3 separate regions of the Mus musculus genome follow, and regions 1 and 2 are each linked to region 3. Evidence: chromatin contacts called from public Hi-C data. All regions are on one chromosome and are shown on one strand. The core of a region is the stretch at or near the end of the contact, and the rest is flanking DNA. Distances in the headings are between cores, read along the strand shown. Region 1 overlaps Mbnl2 (muscleblind like splicing factor 2). Region 2 overlaps Mbnl2 (muscleblind like splicing factor 2). Region 3 has its middle 18 kb from the start of Mbnl2.

Region 1 (2,700 bases), core at 71-2,570, 120 kb before region 3:
GGTTTACATTTCCCAGATATTGATTAGAGGTTGGCCCTGTCCCATTGGTACACACACTTCTCTTCCCGTTCAAATGAAGAGAAACAGGCAGCTGTGAAAAACACCGTTTTCAGCGTCCACTGAGCTTCAGAGCTAACTGTCCTGATTGTAACCGAGATGACAGAGTACATGGAGGTCATTTTTGGTCACCATGGCTCTGCCCGTACCAACCCTGCCGTCACCCATTCCACCCTTAGAAAAGGCACACTCACCACAGGATGGAGCGGCGTTCCTGGAAACATAAATTGCATCTGCTGGGCAAGCATCGCTGCTGCAGTTTTTTGCTGGATCAAATTGTTCCTCCCATTAATCTCTAGCTGGGTTTTTAAGTGTGTCGGAGGATGAAGATATTTGCAGTTCTCTCTTGAACAGCGGCCCTGCAAAACGGACAATCTAGGGTTAGGATTGCACTCGGGAGCCAGGGACTCCATTGCCAACAATGTCGAGTCATTACTTTCATTCCTTATGTTCCAAGGCAAGGGTGGTGCGTGTGCGTGTGTGTATGCATGTATGCCCGTGTGTGCATACACATATGCATGTGTGTATGTGTGCATATGTTTGTGTGTGTGTGTTACAGAGAACGAATCAAATATTACACGATTATCCAGGCCCCTCCCCTCGTCTTTCCCCTCCCTCTGTTCTCCCTTTCTTGAACCGCCTTCCCTTCTTGGAATGAAGATGGAAGTAAGTTTTATGTGTGTGATCCAGACTAGCCAAAGACATGAGTTTGCAGCTGTTGAGTGTGGGCAATAGGGACCGAACTCCTGGAACTGCTGACTGATACCCACCCAGGCGATCGCTGCTGTGAGCTGGATAAGCACCTGCATGTTTGACACGAATACAAAGCTCCCACCCTTCCCCATGACTGAAGAATCTGACTTGAAATCAAAGATGACAAAGTAAGGCGTGCTCATGGCTGTGTTATCTTCTGGACACGGACATGGGTAGCATGAGAAAAACCATTAGGCGATGAGTGTGTACAAACAGACCTGAAGCGTCACTGCGTCTGGAACTGCAAAACCCCAAAGTATGCAAAACTACCAATCATGTGAGAATTGCACTTCTGTGCGAGTTAGGCAATTTCTAGGGAAAGAAGAGCAAACTGTGGCAGGCAGTTGGAATATCAATATTCCCCAAAGAATTAGTTTATCTGCAACCTGGCAAAAAGTATACGGGTTTGTTTATCAGATAAAAATAAAAATTAAAGCAAGTGTGGAGGAGCTGGAGGAACGGCTTTGTTTATAGCTACTCTGAAGTACGACCTCTGGAGCTCTCTCTCTGTCTCTATTAATTCCAGCTGCACTGCTGGCATCTCTGGCTTCTCCTCTAGTGAGAATTCTTCCTTGAAGCCAGGGTGACGGCAGACTGGAGTCCCAGGCTCAGTCCTGGTGGTCTGTGCCATCAAACCGTACCATCCTGAAGTTCAACTCGCAGCGCGAGCAACTGCCTCACTGTCTTGGAGTAGACAGGAAAAAGAGTTGATTTCTCATGAATCCTTAACATCAGTAATATCAGTTTCTCAGCCTCAAGTTCTTGTCACTTTCCTATTCAGCTTCCTGGATGCAAACAGACATCCTAAGGCGATGCCAACTGAATGGACATCAGGGTAGCTGGAGATATAACCACCCCTGCCCCCTCCGATGCTCCGCAAATCTGGGTTTGATTGTTTTTGTCTTCATTTCTGAATCTTAGATCTTCTCAGTACTTTGCTACTTCCCAGGGTCATCCCTGCCCCCATTCCTATGAATTTATTTCAGTCATCTTTGACTTTACACCTCTTTTCTTTCCTTCTTGATGATCTCCGCCCCCCACCACCATTCCCTCAGCCTTCTAGCTTGTTAAAATTTAATCTCCAGGAGAGCATTCAGGTAGGGCCAGCTCCTACATCTCAGCATGTGGCCAGCCAGTGAGTCAGCTGCCTTGATGTCAGATGTCCAGATGAATTCTGTCATCTGTGAAGGAAGGCAGTGACAGGATCTGAAACAGAGCTACCTCCCATCAGCCTGGGTGCAGAGGGATTAAACAACAACAACAACAACAAAATTCTTGTTGTTTAAAACTAAGGCAGCTTTGGTGATCTCAGTTCCAAGTCCCCACCCATACACACTGCACTGGACACCCAACAACCAAGGAACCGTGCTGACCATGCTCGTGTGAGTCTGGTCTGTGTACACGAGAGTGGGGGGTAGTTTGGATGCAGGGCGGGGCAAAGCAGGATCCTAAGAGGGGAGATGAAACCAGCAAGATATCTAACATGCATCAGGATGGTAGATGGCTTGGGGCATAATTATCAATTTGATCAGTAATCTTCTAATTTGATGCTTTGTTGCTACTCATACAGATTTCAAATGGTTGGCAAATGTGGTTTTCTGGTTGATGCTGTTATTCCTTCTTATGACTGGAACCCTTGAAGAACCACGTTAGCCATTTTCCTGGTGATAGAACGAGGTTTATAACATTAGATTCATCATTTATCAATGGACTCTCCCGTTTCACGAGAATTAATTCAATTTCCCACTGTCCTCTCTTATACACGCTGAGTGCAGAATATTATTGATCATCAATGTGCCGGGCAATTTTATACGTGGTTATCTCATTTTCTCCTCACAACAGCAGAGATGATTTCCTCCTTCAGAGAAGAGCAGATGAGATCTGAAGAAT
Region 2 (2,700 bases), core at 136-2,635, 79 kb before region 3:
CAGGGAGGGTGGACTGTGTGTCTGCTCAGCAGCTCTTCTGGCCTGGTGTCTACTTCAACCTGTTCTGATCTTGAGTTGGTGGCTGCCCTGTCATTGTTTCTCCAGAACAACTGCAAACTCTGTGAGAAGCCCCAGCTTTTTGTTCAGGAACCCGATTCAGCTCTTGGCTCTGCTGGGGACTAAATGGTTGCTTGCAGAACACGGAAATGAATACACCTGTCTGAAGTGCTCCAGGAAGTCAAGTTTCTCTGTTCATGGCTTCGCATTCCAGTGAGAACACACTGGTTCGACTGGAATTCCTCACTAAGGATGCTGCTCCCCAGCATTTTCCAGATGTTGCAGCTTCTGTGAAAGGCTGGGTGCCCAACGGGAATGAAAACGGGGCCCCGTGAATTAGCAGAGCCCAATGAAGCCTGCAGATGATTAATTTTAGATTCCAAGCATCTGGGTCAGAGCTGAGTTTCACGGCAGCTGTGGAAACCATCTCTTTGGTATCATTAATGATTTTCCTAAGGGCTGGGAGCGCCTGAAATACGCCTTCATATGAGATTTGAGTCTGAACTGGATGGATATTTAATAACAACTTAACATATATTGCATTCACCATGGGAGAGCTTCCTATTTTTAAAATGATGGTCAATGTATCTTCTGGGTGGGGTGGGATGTGCGCGTGTGTGCATCTGCGGTACAGCGAAGGCCTGAGGTTAACACAAAGTAACATTCCTCAATCACGGTTTGACCTTATTCATTAATTTAACTTATCTGTTTATTTTGAGGTGGGACTTCATAGCCAATCAGTCTAGTGAGCTCATGTCCAAAAATAAATAAGTAATCATATTGAATATTCCCGTTTCCACCACCCCCCGTGTTAGGATTATACATGTTTATCACACCTGACTTTTATACATGGTTGCTGGGAATAACTCAGACCCTCCTTCTGGCTCAGGAAGCACTTCACCCACTGGGCCCTCTTCCCAACGCTGGGTTATTCATGTGACTTAAGCAGCTAATAACGCTCTCAGTCAAAAGCCAGATGCACTATCCTGGTTTTTAAAAGAAATGTCCTGGAAGATGATAATACTTTAAGGGAAAAGAAAACAAGCAGAAAGCTGACGTTCTGGCTTTAAAGAGGCTAAGGCCTTGGAAGCATTTTCTTATCCTTCGCCCGCTGGAGCTATTTCATCCGCTCTAAGGCATAATCCCCAGTGTGGATATTCAGCCTCAGGTTGTGAGAAAAAGGGCTTGTCGGTCACATCACTAAAATTCTAGTCCGTGGGGCAGCATGGCCACCCTAAGTGTGACTACAAAGAGCTAGGCTGACACCTCCTCCCTCCCAGTTTGGGAGGCTTGGGAGTCTGAAAGGTCAGCTCTCAGGGGGTGGAGCTGTCCTCGGAGTATCATGTTGTTCTTGGCCACGACAGTGCTGAAAGAGAGTAATGCAACTATGCTGTAATCTCTGAGCCGGAAGACACTGAATCCATCCAAGTGGAAAGAATATGCTAGTTAGCAGTAGTAGGGTCAGTTCATGAGGAAACTGCAGAACAGGTGAAGTTCATCGGTGACGTAGCCCCTGCAGAGCGAGCCTGGTCTCTATAGCTCCAGGACTGTGTCCCTTGGCATGGTATACATACACTTGGCATTGTCTGACAGCTGCCTTAGGTTTCTTGGGCCTTTGTTCCAGTATGCAGGGACAAACACATCCCAGGTTTCAGGGTCTCTGTAGTAAAAGTAGGGGAAGAAGGGGCGCCTCCCATTCTAAAATGGAAATTGACTGGTTTGATGGGTCCAACTGACATTATTTATAAACAGGATACTTCCCGGGGATGTCTAAAGTTCTCTCTCTCAGGGAACAGGAGCTTTATTAGTGATTTTTTTTTCCTTTTTTAAGTAAGAGGACACTTCCAGCATGTGTGACACATGACGAGAGCTTATGGTGTAGACATCTCATGGCTGGCTGAATAGAAGAGCAGATCTTTGCCTTTGAATTCACGGAGCAGCACTCTGTAATAAGAGCTGGGCATGGCTTCTGCCCCGGCAGGGCACCATGGAGAAAAAGCAACATCGTTTAAAGATAATGACTCCATGGAAGAAAAGAGAAGTATGGTAATCGGGAAAACAAGAAAAGAAAAAAAAAAACCTCAGAAATAAAATAATAATAATAATAATAATAATAATAATAACTTTTGAATTGAATGAATTTAACTTCATAGGAAAAACATAGGTCAATGCTCTAGTTTTAGAATGACTGGTGAAAAAGAAAAAACAAAACAAAACATGATTGTGATTAACGCCAGCCTCAGTCTGTAACAAGTTTGGATAACTGTACAGATGCCCCAAGGTGACCCAAAATAAAACACTCACTGCCCCTCCCCCCGCCCGTGCACATGTGCATGTGCGTGTGTCACAGGCAATCAAACCTTGAAAATCACATATGCTGTTCAAGCATGCCACCTCTGGGCCGCAAACCCAGCCTGCTCCTTCCATTTTAGTAGCTTTTAAATGACACTTGAGTTGAGTCTCCATGTATCCTTCCTGCCGGAACAGCTACAATCACTGAGCACGACGTACAAGTGTCTTTTGGGATGTAAATCAAAGGACCATCTTTGTGCGGAGCCTTTACTGCTCATATTTATAATGGATTATGGGGAACTTGGAAAACAGGTAGCCAGAAAGGTTGTATGGATTTTATCAGAATAGTTC
Region 3 (2,700 bases), core at 100-2,599:
TTTGAGCCCTACATTTATTAACTAGTGCCTTCCAACTCTAAGATATTCCCAAAGCTTTTTCTTCCTAAAAATCTCACCTTGCAAAATGGCTTAAGACTTAAAGAGCCATAGTTAGGGGATTTATTTGGGAAATATTGCATTTCTGGAGATACCCAATGTATACGAGAGTAATAAAGACCCTGAGAAGTTCTGCAGGAAAGAAATGTATAATACTATTGAACCCCAAATGGATAGCTCCTATTGATAGAATAGTTACGCCCTGGGAAACACAGGTCTTCAGGGTAGCAAGCTCAGGGAGTAAGAATTCCGTCTGAGCAGAAACAACTGTTTGGACTCACCTTGAGTGAGTGGCTAGCATTTTCAAGTCCATTTTAGTAAACATGATGAAACTAGTCACTGGTGCTTTTCCACAAGCTGATGGAGGTTTACAGCTGCCCTGTATGGGGAGTGGGGACAGAGGCGACTGAAATACAGGGAGAAAACAGCAAGTGGAGGAAAGGGAGACAGAGGAGACCCAGGGCATCCTGGAAGGCCAAGCCTGTTGCTCACCTAGCCTTGTGGAATTCCTTGTTCAAGGCCCCACTACTTCACTAGCTTCACTACATTTACACTAGCTTCAGTGTAAACGCACGCACGTTGCTGACCCCAGATCCCACTCTTCGCCCAAGCTCATTTCTGCTTCAGTTCTTGTGGAGATAGTACATCGTTGTTAACATTATTAAAGGTAATCCAAGAGGCATTGAGAATAGTGGGAGGATCTAGGAGCTAATCAGCCCCAGCGCAGGCTCATCTCTCTTAGTCTTAGCCTGAGATCCCTGGGCCCTAGGAGGCTTCATTGCTGTGATAGAAAGGGGCACTTCCCAGAACTCATTAGTTCTTAGGAAATGATAAATGCCCAATAAACACTGCCTGTTGTTTTCAGTGTGGGTCATAGCCTAGTTCTAATATTATGCAAGTTTTATAGCCTGGGCTTGATTTTCACTGTCAGTAACAAAAGGTAGAATTCTCCTTGTCTTCCCACTCCTATCAGCTGAGTGAAGGCTGAGAGGTCAGAATCTATGAAAATGAACCACAGACTCCTGGAATAGCCTGGGTGCTATCCCCAGCAGCCGTGTCGTGAATGAGGTGGACAAAGCTGGCATGGAGGTAGAAAGCACCCCTGCTTCCTTATTTTCTCTCAGAGGCTCAGCAGCAAATGCATCCCAGGTAGATTTTGCTGGGTCAGATGATTTCTTGCTGAGTCATGACTATGGATACAACTGAGAGAGACAAAGGGATGTTTGCCGGGGGCTGACGCCATCTCTAGCTACATATTTGCTTTTTATCGATTGATTTAATAGCTTTGATCTTTGATCTCAGAAATAGCCCTGTGTGTTACATAAGAGTAAAGCCACTCCAGTCCCGGTGAGGCAGAGTGAACACCTGGGTTATAAAACAAAAACAGGTGAAGAATCAGATTCGCCAGATGTACTAGGCTTTCCCTACCTCTCTGGGTTTTTGTCTTCACATATTTGATTAAATTTAAAATTAAAATTTAACGTTGGTTGTGCGTTTAACACAGAGATCCATTTTGATGACACATTGCGGTGGGGCAGGGTTGAATTTTGTGTTCTATCTGGGTCAGCTGAGTAAATCAACAGCATTAACGAGCTTTATTAAATCATCTTAGTAAAAGCCCCGCTGTCGTAACTGTTTACTTAACTCTACATCCAACCAAAACAGCTGCCACCCACCCCCTGACGGATTCTGTTCTGAACGGGAGTTCTTTTCTTAGGAGGGAAGATAGCAGAGGGGTTGCAATCCAAAGGCAGTCTATTGAGAGTCCATTAAAGGACACTCTGTGACAAAGTAGCCTCCAGATAGACCCCGACTTCCTATTAAGAAGGAATACAGTGCAAGGAGTGCAGTCAAGGAAAACATTTTGCTCTTGTCTTTTACTTTATTTTATTTCGTTTGTGGTGTGTGTGTGTGCGTGCACACTCATGCTTGAGTGCTTGCCCATGCTTAGGGAACTGCACACACATGTGGGGTCCAGAAGAGGAAGATGTCAGACATTTCCCTTTATCACGAGGTCTCTCACTTGTAGCCCACGTCTGGCTTTTATGTGGGTGCTGAGGAGGATTTCGACTCAGATCCTCCTGTTTACACAGTGAGCGCTTTTAACTGCTGAGCCGAATACAAGCCTCTTGCTTTATTTGACTTTGCATTGCTTTGGCTCCTGGGACAGGATCAGCTTGTGGTTCTCCATCTTTGGAGTATATCACCACCCCTGACTTCTGCCATACACACACACACACACACACACACACACACACACACACACACACACACACAGAGAGAGAGAGAGAGAGAACTCTGCAAAGGCCACTTAATTCCTCTAGAGCCAGCTGCATTGACTCAGAAACCAATGTCTGCTGAGATTTGGAGCCATGCTGGTGTGAGATGGGAAACAGCCCTTCCTACTCCTTAAGAAGAATTACCACAAATAAACCCACCAACCATTTAAATATTTTTAAACGTATGTGTTTACGTGTGCATCTGTGTACATGTGTCAGCACCTGAGTGCAGTCCCAGCTGTGACCAAAAGAGGGCACTGGATCCCTGGTAGCAGAAGTTACAGATGGTTGTGAGCTACTCAGCCACTGTGATGGGAACATGTCTCTGGTCTTCTGTGAGAGCCAGAACACCTCCTAACCACTG

Evidence for each region. A called contact is a pair of places that touch in the nucleus more often than the background predicts.
Region 1: a Hi-C map of uterus shows a contact between it and region 3, with 2.3 times the contacts expected there. The contact joins two enhancer-like sites. A contact is called at or near these places in 2 of 15 datasets of contacts at CTCF or cohesin (the NIH/3T3 cell line and stem cell-derived epiblast-like cells), 26 of 484 Hi-C or Micro-C datasets (CD8 T cells, embryonic stem cells, ganglionic eminence and 4 more), 11 of 115 datasets of contacts at active chromatin or transcription factors (the 230-238 cell line, acute myeloid leukemia, bone marrow-derived macrophages and 5 more) and 3 of 9 other capture datasets (adipose tissue, liver and pancreatic islet).
Region 2: a Hi-C map of liver shows a contact between it and region 3, with 1.7 times the contacts expected there. The contact joins two enhancer-like sites. A contact is called at or near these places in 13 of 484 Hi-C or Micro-C datasets (the BV-2 cell line, the C2C12 cell line, CD4 T cells and 9 more), 2 of 115 datasets of contacts at active chromatin or transcription factors (bone marrow-derived macrophages and pancreatic cancer cells) and 1 of 9 other capture datasets (bone marrow-derived macrophages).

Annotation. Positions count from the first base shown.
Region 1 is chr14:120,376,866-120,379,565 of GRCm38.p6, reverse strand. Mbnl2 (muscleblind like splicing factor 2) reads right to left here. Exons shown (of 8, transcript NM_207515.2): 3 at 252-416. It overlaps Gm26679 (a long non-coding RNA gene), which reads left to right. Exons shown (of 3, transcript XR_003951152.1): 2 at 2,653-2,700. Among named protein-coding and RNA genes, the nearest start is that of Gm26679, 11 kb to the left of the region's middle. Within about 2 kb of position 1,320, at least 53 of the 459 cell types and tissues checked have an H3K27ac peak or open chromatin away from gene starts, as enhancers often do. A contact at or near this core is called in uterus, where this site is marked.
Region 2 is chr14:120,335,331-120,338,030 of GRCm38.p6, reverse strand. All of the region lies in intron 2 of Mbnl2 (muscleblind like splicing factor 2), which reads right to left. Among named protein-coding and RNA genes, the nearest start is that of Gm52122, 16 kb to the right of the region's middle. Within about 2 kb of position 1,385, at least 83 of the 459 cell types and tissues checked have an H3K27ac peak or open chromatin away from gene starts, as enhancers often do. A contact at or near this core is called in liver, where this site is marked.
Region 3 is chr14:120,256,225-120,258,924 of GRCm38.p6, reverse strand. No RefSeq gene overlaps it. Among named protein-coding and RNA genes, the nearest start is that of Mbnl2, 18 kb to the left of the region's middle. Within about 2 kb of position 1,349, at least 21 of the 459 cell types and tissues checked have an H3K27ac peak or open chromatin away from gene starts, as enhancers often do. A contact at or near this core is called in liver and uterus, where this site is marked.